Regions from separate parts of the Mus musculus genome. Here regions 2 and 3 are each linked to region 1. Evidence: chromatin contacts called from public Hi-C and Micro-C data. All regions are on one chromosome and are shown on one strand. Each heading gives the region's core, a stretch centred on a gene start, on an enhancer-like site or on the middle of the called end of the contact. The rest is flanking DNA. Distances are from core to core; before and after follow the strand shown. Region 1 overlaps Gm32728 (a long non-coding RNA gene). Region 2 overlaps 4933400L20Rik (RIKEN cDNA 4933400L20 gene). Region 3 has its middle 21 kb from the start of Gm39235.

Region 1 (4,003 bases), core at 1,065-3,564:
CATGCTTGACACACACATATACACATGCACACACATGTGCACACATGCATACACAACATATACATACACACATGCACACACTACACAACACACACATACTTGACATATATACACACACACTACACACATGCACACACATGCATACACAACATACATACATACATACATAACATACATACATACATACATACATACATATGTGTGCACACACAGAAAGAGGGGGGGTAGAGGGAGAGAAGGAGAGATATTGAGGACAGACTATGAATTTCAAATGTGCCTGGTGATTCCCTGAGGTTCCTAGAGACCTACTCCTGGGCCTCCCTCCCTCCCTTCCTCCTTCCTTCTTTCAGTTTCTTCCCATCCATGTCTCTCCCCTTTTGTCTTCCTCCCTCTGCCTCCTAACTCCCTTTCCTTATGTTCTGATCTCCCTGACTTGTCAGACTCCGGATGTATCCAGAGTATGTATACACGGCCCTTAGATACAGGAGCAGAAATCCAAGATACTGCAGACACAGCCAGTCTGTGTCCATTCGCAGCTTCTGTGCCAGCATGCCTATGCATGCCGCATGTGCCTGTGGCTGCCCCTGGGTGATGAAACCACAAGCCCTCTTAGTGTGCCCCATCCCTGTGTGGTGCGAACAGCCTGAGTGCCCAGAACTTCCCCTGTTATTCCAGATGTGGTGGACCAGCCGTCATTTGCCTGGTGAAACTGTGTCATTAGCTCCAGAGGGAGGTGGCCAGTCTTTGCCTTCGTTCAGCCTGGCGTGCCTTTTGACTCTGTTGCCCCTGTATGAGGCAGGCGCGCCCAGCAGGTTGTTTGGTAGCCAAGAACTGTATCTGGTTTGGGTTGTGCACACTTCTCTTCTAACAATGCACCTTCTTCATCTGCGTGTACTTTGCACACACACCCCTCTGTGAGCAAACCACGTAGCAGTCTGAGACCCCTACCTACACTGACTTCACGGATACTCCTCTCCAAACATTAAGTGTAAATTTCTCTGTGTCCGTAAGATAACCAGATTTTGGCAGTTTTTATTCAAATATATTGCCAACAAATCTGGGTCAGAAGAGCAGCAGGCTGATCAGGCCAGAACTAGATTTCAGTGCATGCGCATAAGGCAAACCGTGTTCTCAAAGCTAACCTTTATGGGGAGCTCCTAACTTACTGCCTAGCATCTATGCATACTTGGGCACACATGTGATTAAATGAGATGCATTCTGGGAAGGGACATGGGCAGTGGGATTATATGATCTAATTTCTCAATCAAAATGGAGACCCGCCCAAACCACACCCCATTGTAGCAATCTCTCTTTCCTTTACATCCCATAAAAAGATACCCTAGGCTGAAACCTGGGTCCCTTGAGTACCCTAAAGAAGTGGCCTAGTGTTCCCTCATCTTTTCTATTGGTTTGCCTGAAGTAAACTTTCCTTGATACTTTTGAAAATTTGTGGGGGCTTTTATTTCAAATCTTCGAATAAGAGTAGGTCAAGAACCTTCGAAACATTTGGGCCTGTCCCCAACCATGGATACTATTTAATAGTTCTTAGCTCTGCAGCCTGGGTAGAATTGGGCTGGTAACATCTATGGAATAAATCCTGTTGTGTCTGGGTATAGTTTTTACCCAGAGAGCTCATATCTTGGTGCTTGGGATGGTGATAAAAGGAGCAGTGGAACCTTTAAACTGTGGTCTCCATCCTATCCCATCCCGTTGCTATGGTGACACCATCTGCCAAGAGGTTCTTATCTGAGCTGAGCGATATCCTTGAACATCCAGAACTCTGAGCTCAATAGACCACCTTTCTCACTAAAAATAACTTGCCTAGGGGATTTTACTCATAGCAACAGAAACAGATTAATACAGTGGAGAAGAAGATATATAGGAATCTATGAGGCTAAAGTCTGGTCCTACGTAGAGAGAGCAGTTTGCAGGGAACAGATTGCCACAATGTGACCCAGCACATCTGACTGTTCAAACCCACAGTCCACTCCTAGAAGGCTATGGACATGTGTCCTTGCACTGTCCTACGATCCAGAGAAGCTGGGATCCTGAGCTGGGTGAAGTCTCCCACAGGGAACAATTCCAACCCATGTGACTATAGCAGCAGTGAGCTGGGTGAGAACACACAGCCTGAGCAGCTGGGCCTAGACCCAATATTGCAATCTGTCTGGGGCCTCAGATGATGAGGTTGTGAAGGAATGTCTGCGGAGGTAGGTGGGTGTGGCCTGGGAGCCTGGATGGCACCAGTTGCTAGGCTTTCTAGCCCTGGCTGCCAGCATCCTTCCTGGCCAGCTCAGTGCACACACATCTGGAGGCAATTGTCTGAAGCTGCTGGGGTGGGGCCCAGGCTGTGGCTGGAGCTTTGTGCTGTGCAGACCACACAGGGTCCTCACTTGCTCTGGTACTTACTCCACGTGGATCAGGAAGGCAGAGGAGAAAGAAAGAAAGAGAGGCATGTGGGTGGGAGGATGTGGGATGCACTCAGCACATCTCTTTCTTCGGAAGACTTTTTGGCTTTCCCCAGCGAATCAGAAAGTCCAAGGGAGGAAGCTGACTGCACTCTAGCCACACCATGTCTAAATCAAGCAGAACCACAGCACACATGTTTTTACTTTTAAACTCATCAAAGGAACTTCTGGCCTGTACAGAGTCCTAAAAATACACCCTGATCTCTCCTCATGCCCCACCCTCTCCTCTGATTTCTTTTTTCCCCCGCCGTCGTGACTTGAACACTGTTGGCAGTGTGCTCTCTTTCTCTCGTTTTAAGCAGCAGGGCCACATTCAAAAGTTCATACCAAATAAATCTACTGAGGGTCAGTAGGACAGACGTGGGGTTCTGCTGGGAGAAACAACTTGTTCTTTGGTACAGAGGGTGTTAGCACTAGAGAAAACCCAGCCTAGAGAGGAGCAGGGATTTATTTTCAACTCACAAAAGATGTCGGACTGCAAGCGCTACCCCATGAGTTGCTATCCCCTCTCTGGGATAACTGGGATTGTGTCTTATGTGGGATGAAACCTCATCAAGGCGAAGCAAGGAGGCTTTGTGGTGGGAGGCATCAGGCAGGGCTGGAAGAGAGAAATCCTGTCCTGGTTGCCTGGATTCAGTTTCCTAACTCGTTTATTTGGCCACAATGAACTCTCAGGTCCCCATTTGGAAACTGTAATGGAACAGGAGCACCACTGTCTTAGTCACGGTTTCTATTCCTCCACAAAACCTCATGACCAAGAAGCAAGCTGGGGAGGAAAGGGTTTATTCAGCTTACACTTCCGCATTGCTGTTCATCCCCAAAGGAAGTCGGGACAGGAGCTCACACTGGGCAGGAACTTGGAAGCAGGAGCTGATGCAGAGGCCATGGAGGGGTGCTGCTTACTGGCTTGCTTCCCCTGGCTTGCTCAGCCTGCTTTCTTATAGAACCCGGGACTACCAGCCAAGGGATGGGCCCAGCCAAGGGATGGCACCACCCATAATGGACTGAGCCCTACCCACTTGATCACTAATTGAAAAAAAATGCCTTACAGCTGTTTTTCATTTCCTCAAGGGAGGCTTCTTCTCTGTGATAACTCCAGCTTGTGTCAAGCTGACACACAAAGCTAGCTAATACAGTCACTAACATTTGTGACTTACTGAGCAATGAGTACGTAAACCCCCCCATATCTCATTTCATCTGATCTTCCAGTTTCAGGCAGGCACTGGGGATTCTAGGCTGAAGAAAAGGAAAGCCAGGCTCCGGCAGATGAATTGACTTCTCTAGGATGTGCAGTGAGTTCAAACCCAGCCCACTGGTGACTCTTACCTTCGTATTGGTTGCCATTTTCTTTGTTCCATAGGCTAGAGGTGAGAGTTCACAGAAATCTTGGGTAGGGTAAGGTAGAAAGGCCTGCGATCACCATCAGCGTGGCAGAGCCCTGTGAGACATGGAGGTAGAGGATCGGGGCAGAAAACATCTCTTGCTGGCCCTCTTCCAGCTTGCCTTCTTTTTCCCTTGTCTTCTTTTTCTGTGGG
Region 2 (4,003 bases), core at 858-3,357, 400 kb after region 1:
TGGCCCAGAGTAGAGAAGATATGTGGAATTGGCTAAAGAATGGGAGCTCTGGGTGGGTACTAGATTCACATTTTAGTTTGGGCATTGTAGAAGGGTTATAACCATTGGCAAACTATTTAATCCTCAGCTTGGCTTACCCTGTCTGTCAATCCAGTGACAATAGGAATGCTCTGTCAATTATCTCAAGGATGAAATGAAATAATGCATGGTAAGTCCCTTCATTTGGTAGAACTAATGTTTGAAAAACGCGATCTGCTCTCATGATAAAGATAAAGCATCATCCATATCACTGGCACTGACAATGGTCAGTATCCATCATCAAGGATGTCAGAGGTGGAAGGCTGCCTGTGGCTATTCTAGACATGTCCTGTAAATATTTTGGGACAAAGAGGCAAATGGCATTCAGAAGGGTAAGATCAGTTCTCCAGTGACCTCACAGCAGAACAGCTGTTAGAACATGCTCATCCTGACCGCTCTGCCTTTCTCCTCCCTTGCCTTCCTCATACCACAGAAAAGAAATACATCATTAGGTTAGGAGCTCATCTTGGTATTGGCCAGGGACTTAATTAACCATCCAGCTTTGCATCCTAATTAACCATCTCTTTCCCAAGTGCTCTGTTCTCTGGGTGAAAAGTCTTTTGGGAATCTGGGGGTGAGCCAGGAGGAATCTGGCCAGGATGCTGGGTGATAGAACATACAATTGTTCGTGGCTTACAGTGGAAGTGGATAATTCTTCATTAGTCAGCACCATCCCTTCTAAATGGACGGTGATCTGGAAATGCCACTAGCCATCTCTGTTGGACTGCCAATGCCTTTACATAGCATGGTGGTCCGTGTTTCCTTATGGCATTTTTGTCTGTCTTGTGTCAGCTTAAGAGCTTTCTTTACTTTCCTGTCCTCACCATTGTCAAGCTCCTGCTGCCCTTCACAGTTCGTGTCCTGCTCTCTGCCAAAAAGCACAGTTGTTTACTCTTGGCCTTGTGATTCAGATTTAAACAGCAGGGATTTATCATAGAAATATCAAGTCATAATTACTCATTTTTTCCTCTTTGCAAATAAATAAACTGAAGCACCAAGCAGTAACGTGTTTGAGGTCAAAATGGATAACGAGAGGCAGGACTTGGATGCTACAAAGCCTAGTAGATGAGGGAAGAAGAGACTGGACTGAAATTTTATGTTACCTATGTCCTCTTTATTTATTCTTGGCTCTCCCCTTTGATTTGGGGTGAAATGGGAACACAGGAAGAGCAAGCATGTATGGGACTCAATCTTAACATACACTGCAAGTGAATCCTTGAGGGAGGAAGGATGGGTGAACTCTAAGACAAGGAGTAAAGAACTCTTCTGTCAGAATGGATGGTTTCCTGGGAAAACTAAGGGTAGCAGTGCTTGTTCTTTCAGTGCATTCTCTACAAGCAGCCCCTAGGTGCCCATCCTACCAGAGGATCCTGGGAATGAAACCTCTGAAGTAGATTACTAAGAGAGCCCAGAGGCTTCTGGATTTAGCTGAGCTTGGGTTGTGTTGTTTCTGCAGTCCCCCCCACCTTTGATATTGCTCTGTATTTTAGGCTTTGGGAGCCTTACCTTCTCAAATAAGGAGCAAGAGGCCAGTTGGCAGGTTGCAGAGAAGGTACTGATGGGGATAGCCCTATAGAAGATATCGAGTTAGAGGATCCTATGAGGCTGTAGGCATATATTGTTAGGTCTCACAGAGAGCTGCTCGTAAGCCTGTGAGTGACAGGTTGTAGTTTCTAGAAGATACTTAAACAGAGAGGAGATAAATAAATATTAATGGGAGTGAATTAATTAGTTAAGCAAAGGAGATGGTAAAGTACAGAGGGCAGACAAGAGAATGAATGTAAGCCTCGTGTATGGTGGTAACAGTTACCATGAACTTGGGTACTTAAACACTCTGCTTCTCTTATATTTGTGAACGTTCCCATCAGTCATGCAGGTAAATGTTTTTACATGTGGTTCACAGGCAGAGAAAAGCAAAGCCAGGGAGCTCTAGAGGCTTTCCCAAGGTCACCTAGTCAGGACACCAGAGAAGACCAGGACCCAGTGCCTCCCAAGCCTGAAGCCTGTGCTCTCTTCAGTAGCAGCTGTTCCTTCCTCTCCATCATGACTCAGGAGAAAAGTCAATTTTCCATGGTTGCGGTTGTTTGCTGAAAGGAGCAATTCCCTTTCCTCTATCTCTAATTTTCCCCCAACTAATTGCAAATTAGTGGTAATTTTCAAATGAAAAGAGGGATCCAGCAAGCTATCCATTTGTGCTTACCCAGCAAGACCCTGGACTTGTGACAGCTCTGTCACCATGGCAACCCTGCCTACAGGCCTTTCTGGGATCCTTGGCAGAGCTGCCTGGGCTCTGAAGGTGGGGCCGCTGGCCCTCCAGGTTAGCCTTGTCTGTTGCTTGAATGCTCCTGCAAGGGCAGAGAGTCTCAGTAGTTAAAAAAAAGCTCTGTGCTTCCTATTTACTGTTCCTTTTGATGTCTCCTGTTTGGAAGGAAGTTAAGAATTAAAACAAGAAGAAGAGGAAGAGAAAAGTAGAAAAATAATCACAACAAAAGAAACTTAGTAGAATGAAAACCTTAAAACATGCCATCTCTTTCCTCAATTCATTGCTGAGTTGTTGGGTTAAATTCCTTACCCCACGCCCTGGGGATGCAGAGGCCATAGGTCGTGCTCACAAAGGAGGAGTGACAGGAGGTTGTCCGATCTTTCTAACCCAGATCAGAAGGGAATCCCAGACCTAAAAGGAAAGATCTGTACAAAGCACTGCTCTATTAACTTGAGGTTGGGTGTATGTAAGTACCCTATCCATAGCAAATATTTGTTGAGTACCTACTGTGTACTCTGTGGCTAAAAGAATGAAGGATCTATGCCCTTGCTGGGACATTCAAGCAACAGACAAGGCTAACCTGGAGGGCTAGCAGCCACACCTTCAGAGCCCAGGCAGCTTTGTCAAGGATCCCAGAAAGGCCTTGATGTTATTAAGCAGCTGTTGACTAGTGACAAGGATGGATGGATGGATGGATGGATGGATGGATGGATGGATGGATGCCTAGTGCTGCCTGTTTTGTGAGGTAGGAATAGGGTCGGCATGATCAGTTACACTTATAAATGTAGGGACAGCTCAGTCTTGGGAAGATGTAGAAGTTGGGAAGATGGAAGAAGCTTGATTCTTCTTCTCAGCCCCATGCTCCCCAAAATAAAACTAAAACTCAAAGTTTATCTATAATACCTTATATATATCTATAAAATATATCTATAATACCTTAGCCATACAATTAGTTATGATCTGACTAGATCATAACTAAAATATACCAATTATTTTCCCCTACCTTTTGACACATGGGTGGTTACCTATGCTCAGGTACCATGCTCACATCTCCTGGGAGGATTATCCAAAGACTGGCTCTATCCCAGAACCCTTCCTGCCTCCTGGGTGTTCCACCTCCCATTTCCCGCTTAAGCCATAGGCCATTGGCTTTTCAATTGACAGGTGATGCATCCATACAATACACAAGATATTCTCTCTACAGGAAGAATTAGCAAACTGCTCAAAAAAGAAGAAATAAACCCCAGGCAAAGAGTATAATATGTATAAAAGTATGAAGGTCAAATGGGATATAATATATTTTAGTAATTCCAAGATTGGCTACTCTTACCATTCAGAGTTAACAAAATATGTTCAACTCTAGCAAAAATGAATTGAGTACTCAGGATATGGCTTGGGGAAGATGGCTTAGTGTGGGGACCACAGGAAGCCAGAGTTAAGTAATGCTCTGAGTGGGTGTGTATAGTTTGACATGGGAACAGTTATGTCAAGGAATACAGAGCCTTAGGCTCAGAGACATGGCGGAACCTTGCTCTGGAGACAGGGTTTGAGTGTCAACAGTGTGTGCAGAAAATGTCTACCATTGCTTTCTCCTCCTGAGTATTTATGGCCTGAAGACTGTTCCTTGACAGAGACTGCTCCTCCTAAAATTAGTTAAACCTG
Region 3 (4,003 bases), core at 414-2,913, 320 kb after region 1:
CCCACCTTTTCTTTTTTGTAGATCTTTTTTCGTGATTGATAGGAATAATTCCACCCAAGGGCATTTGTGGGACATATCTCAGGAACTGTCAATCAAGATAAGGCAAACTGTTGTTCTTGTCTCTGGAACATTTACTACCCTTTGCCATTCATGGGAGACAAAAGTCAAATTGATCCGTGCACCAACAAAAGACACTCCAAACATAACAGTAGTGGGAAAGAAAACATAGTGCCACATTGGTGACATTTATAACAAAGGATGCTGATGTAGGTATGTATGCACTTGTGTTAAGGAAGTAGAGATGAAGAGGAAAAATGAAAAAAAAAAGGGGGAGGAAAGGACCATTTACAGTGTTTTGGAGGCAGTTTCTCTTTGCAACTATAGTGAGCTGACAGCTTTGATATATAGCTTTTCTTTCCAGCTCCCATCTTACAGATATAAAAGTAAAATCTCAGTGGTACACCTGAGAACATCTACTAGAAGATGTTAGAGGCAGGAATTAAATGCCATCTATCTCCCTAAAGCCTGTGCACTTTCTGATGTCCCTTGTAGCTGCTCCAACTCCAATTACCATGTGTTCTGGGAAACAAAATAATTGACCAGTAACTCCAGATTTACTGACCAGTCACTAGATGCTGAGATTTTGGTTTTATGCCTGAATAATGCTCAGTGAAATGTGTGTGTGTGTGTGGGGGGGGGGGGGGGTCAGAGGACCATTTGGACTTAGAGCCAGGATGATATAGTCAGAAACCTTTAGGATGACAGTGTGAGCTAATACAAATACAGGAACCACTGTGATCCCACTCTATGGATGAAGGAAAGGAGAAACAGAGTAGTACATGGAAAAATGGATGATAGTTGGGATGCTATGAATGATGAATGCTGCTCCAGGGAAAACACAAGCAAGCAGAGGTATATAATCCACAAGTCCCAAGGCCTATTTTCAGCAGAATACCCGGTATGCCCAGCAGGGTAAGTGAGGTCTAGATAAGAAGCACTGAGCTTTGGGTTCAGAGCAATAGCATGGTCATGGAATGAAAAGGCAATGTGTGATCTTTGAAATTAAATAAATAAATAAATAAATAAATAAATAAATAAATAAAATCTGTGATATGCAGACCTTAGCCCTACTGCTTGTTCAGTAGGTGGTTCTGACAAGCCATTTAGCTTTCTAGAACTCAAGTCCATCTTCTGGCAAAGAGAACAAAGCAATAGGACTTTATTGCAGGATCCCAGTGAAGATTTCATAAGTTCGTATCTGCAAAAAGCCCAGAACACCACCTGATCCGCTTGGTTGAGGAGTACTCTATAAATACTTGAGGAAAGAGAAAAAGGAAAAGGATTCACAAGAGAAAACCACAAGATATTTCAAGGACTAGAGGGCACATGCAGTGAGTCTTCAAAAGCAGCAGGGTTTCCCTGGATCTTATGTGAACAAACTCCAGTGGTAGTCCAGGATGAGGCAGGCAGAATGCCCTAGGTACTTTATAACATTCTGGATGCTCTGGAGAGGATCCCATGACCCTGCACCATAGTTGATGATCCAGTTAGAAGTAAATACCCATGGTGGGTCAGTCTACCTGGTGGTTATCCTATTCTGATCTCCATGCAAGAGAAACATCCCAAACCACCAGGCTGAAGGCCTTGTACAGATTGTGCTGAGTCATGCTGAGTTCTGCTTAGTCACTCAGAGAATGAATTGTTAAGCCCTACTGGACTCGCAGCTCTTGCAGTCCTTGCAGCTGAGACTTTCAAGATGAGCTCTCAGAGCTAAGCTCTGCTGCCAGGACCCGTTGGGCTGATCACATTAAGGGGGATTGACTGTCATGTGGAGTTGAGCATCCCAATGAAGATGTATATGTGGCCCACAGAGGCTGTGATTTTTGACATGTCACCTCCAGCATAAACATTTCAAATTCCACAGCTCACTGTGGAAATAATTTGGAAGAAGGAGATGAAAGTTATCATTTATTTAGGGGGCTTTATCAACAGAGGGCTTCTCTAGCTTTAATAAATGAAGTGTGTGGCGAGTCACTGAGGCATGAGAGACCATGTCTGCCCACGAAGGGCTTTGAATAATTTACATCCTGGAAGGGTATTTTATGACAGTACTTATAATCTTCTTATTGGTTCAAAATCAACATTTACAGCTGATGTCTTTGAACTGATGTAGCAGGTAAGCTTATCTCTTTATTAAGTGACTGGAATCAAGCACGCTCCAGAAAAGGAGCTTTCATTGAAATTGATTTCTCTTTGGTTATCAATATTTTATTCTCCCAAACAGCCAATAAATAATAGAGGTCAGTTATTAATTTTTCATTTTAATTAATATATTAGTAGAGGGAACTCTTTTAATTTGAAAGGGCATAAGAAGGAGCTTTGGGATTTTACAGAGATGCCCTTATTAATGCCTCCATCCCTGACTATCATTTGGCCTCCCAGCAGAGGCCTGGAAATTGGTCACCAGAAGCTGTGAAGGGTATGAGAGGCACTTCCAGGTAAAATGTTGACCTTGAACAGTCAAAACGAAGAAAGCTATACCAGAATGTCTGTGAAACAGGAGGAGAGCATTTTGCTTCCACTATTTCTTCAATGTTTGGGATCTACAGGGAAATACAGCATGTCACCTAAGAGTCCACAGGACTGTTTGGAGATAACCATGAAACACTTACGAGGTAATCAAAGTCAGTATGTCCCTGGGAGGAGCAGTCTGGCTCAAGTGAAGGAGTGTGAACATTAGTGTTCTCCAATGTTGATGCCAGGGGTAGGAGAGTAATCCCCTAGACTCAGTTTCTCTTTCTTTCATTGTAGAACAGATTAGTGATGTTAGTAAGTTTATACTGACAAATATGCAATTTCTATAAACAGCACTGTACCTGTTTAAAGAGCTACTCTAAATATCCTCCACTGAGAGGCTCTGGTGTTCAAGAGTCATTCCACCAGGGAGCACAAACGTGGTGCTTGTGAATTGGATGCTGTGTTAGTTAGCTTTTCATTACTAATGAAATGCCAGAGACAATTAACTTACAAAGCATAAATGTTCTAGTGGCTCACTTTCAGGGGTTCTAGTTTAAGACAGGGAGTGAGAGCCTATTTGCTTTGGGCCTGTGACTAAGCAGAACGTTGCAACAGGAGTGCATGGTGCAGCCAAACTGCTCTTATGACCAGGGACCAAAAAAGGATGAAACAGAGTTCTCCAATCTCTTTCAAGGGCATACCTTTATGATTTAAGGTCTTCCCATAATGCCCTACCTTAGGGAACTTTCATTATCTCCATATAATGTCATTCTGAGGAATGAACCTTTAATATATGGGCCTATGGGGGGAGATAGTGGTAATCAAGATCCAAAGTACAATTGAAGCTAAAACATCTCCTGGGTGTTGTGGATTCTTCATGCCTCTAGACCAACAAGCAAAGAAGAGGTCTTTCAACTGGTACAAACATTTCACTTACCATGAAAAATCAGAATGCTACTACACAACATTGGAAGGATATCAGGGGAAGGTAGGACAAGGAGTTTCCTGGGGAAACTCTTAATTGTTCGTTTCCTGGGGTCTTAGCTAACAGGACCATGATGATCCAACAAAACCAAGACCATTGAGGACTGACTGGCCCTTTTCAGAACTGAAAGCTTGATTTACCTCCAAGATAGAGAATACCTTCTAGGAAGAGGGGGAAGATGGTTATAGAATGTTCAGTAGAAGAGACTATATGTGTACCAGTGACCAGAGGACTCAGGCAAGAGTATAACCAGCTGACAGCATACTTTCAATTGTTTAACAGCCAGTGGGACCTGACATATCCTGCTATTTGGGGCACACAGTCATTTGACCTGAAAAATCTATGGATGTCCCTTGCTTTTTTGTCTTAGGAGGATGGTCTTTCTGGAATATCAACCTACTCCTCACTTTTGCTTTTAGGCTGTAGCCAATGTAGCGAAAAGGAGGTCAGACAGAAAAGAAGAAGGTAGTATTTGTCCCCCGACTCCCTCTAGATCCACAA

The links. Hi-C and Micro-C count contacts between places; a contact is called where the count stands out from the background.
Region 2: a contact with region 1 is called in a Micro-C map of muscle stem cells, with 15 times the contacts expected there. The contact joins two enhancer-like sites. A contact is called at or near these places in 3 of 484 Hi-C or Micro-C datasets (muscle stem cells, nephron progenitors and uterus), 4 of 115 datasets of contacts at active chromatin or transcription factors (the NIH/3T3 cell line, astrocytes, craniofacial prominence and 1 more) and 1 of 9 other capture datasets (embryonic stem cells).
Region 3: a Hi-C map of tail fibroblasts shows a contact between it and region 1, with 4 times the contacts expected there. The contact joins two enhancer-like sites. A contact is called at or near these places in 2 of 15 datasets of contacts at CTCF or cohesin (the NIH/3T3 cell line and stem cell-derived epiblast-like cells), 6 of 484 Hi-C or Micro-C datasets (embryonic fibroblasts, embryonic stem cells, nephron progenitors and 2 more) and 2 of 115 datasets of contacts at active chromatin or transcription factors (the NIH/3T3 cell line and embryonic stem cells).

What each region holds. Positions count from the first base shown.
Region 1 is chr8:104,021,537-104,025,539 of GRCm38.p6, reverse strand. The region is part of intron 1 of Gm32728 (a long non-coding RNA gene); the gene reads left to right. Among named protein-coding and RNA genes, the nearest start is that of Gm32728, 13 kb to the left of the region's middle. Within about 2 kb of position 2,314, at least 93 of the 459 cell types and tissues checked have an H3K27ac peak or open chromatin away from gene starts, as enhancers often do. A contact at or near this core is called in craniofacial prominence, embryonic fibroblasts, muscle stem cells and 1 more, where this site is marked.
Region 2 is chr8:103,622,310-103,626,312 of GRCm38.p6, reverse strand. The region is part of intron 1 of 4933400L20Rik (RIKEN cDNA 4933400L20 gene); the gene reads right to left. Among named protein-coding and RNA genes, the nearest start is that of 4933400L20Rik, 21 kb to the right of the region's middle. Within about 2 kb of position 2,107, at least 38 of the 459 cell types and tissues checked have an H3K27ac peak or open chromatin away from gene starts, as enhancers often do. A contact at or near this core is called in craniofacial prominence and muscle stem cells, where this site is marked.
Region 3 is chr8:103,700,136-103,704,138 of GRCm38.p6, reverse strand. No RefSeq gene overlaps it. Among named protein-coding and RNA genes, the nearest start is that of Gm39235, 21 kb to the left of the region's middle. Within about 2 kb of position 1,663, at least 6 of the 459 cell types and tissues checked have an H3K27ac peak or open chromatin away from gene starts, as enhancers often do. A contact at or near this core is called in embryonic fibroblasts and tail fibroblasts, where this site is marked.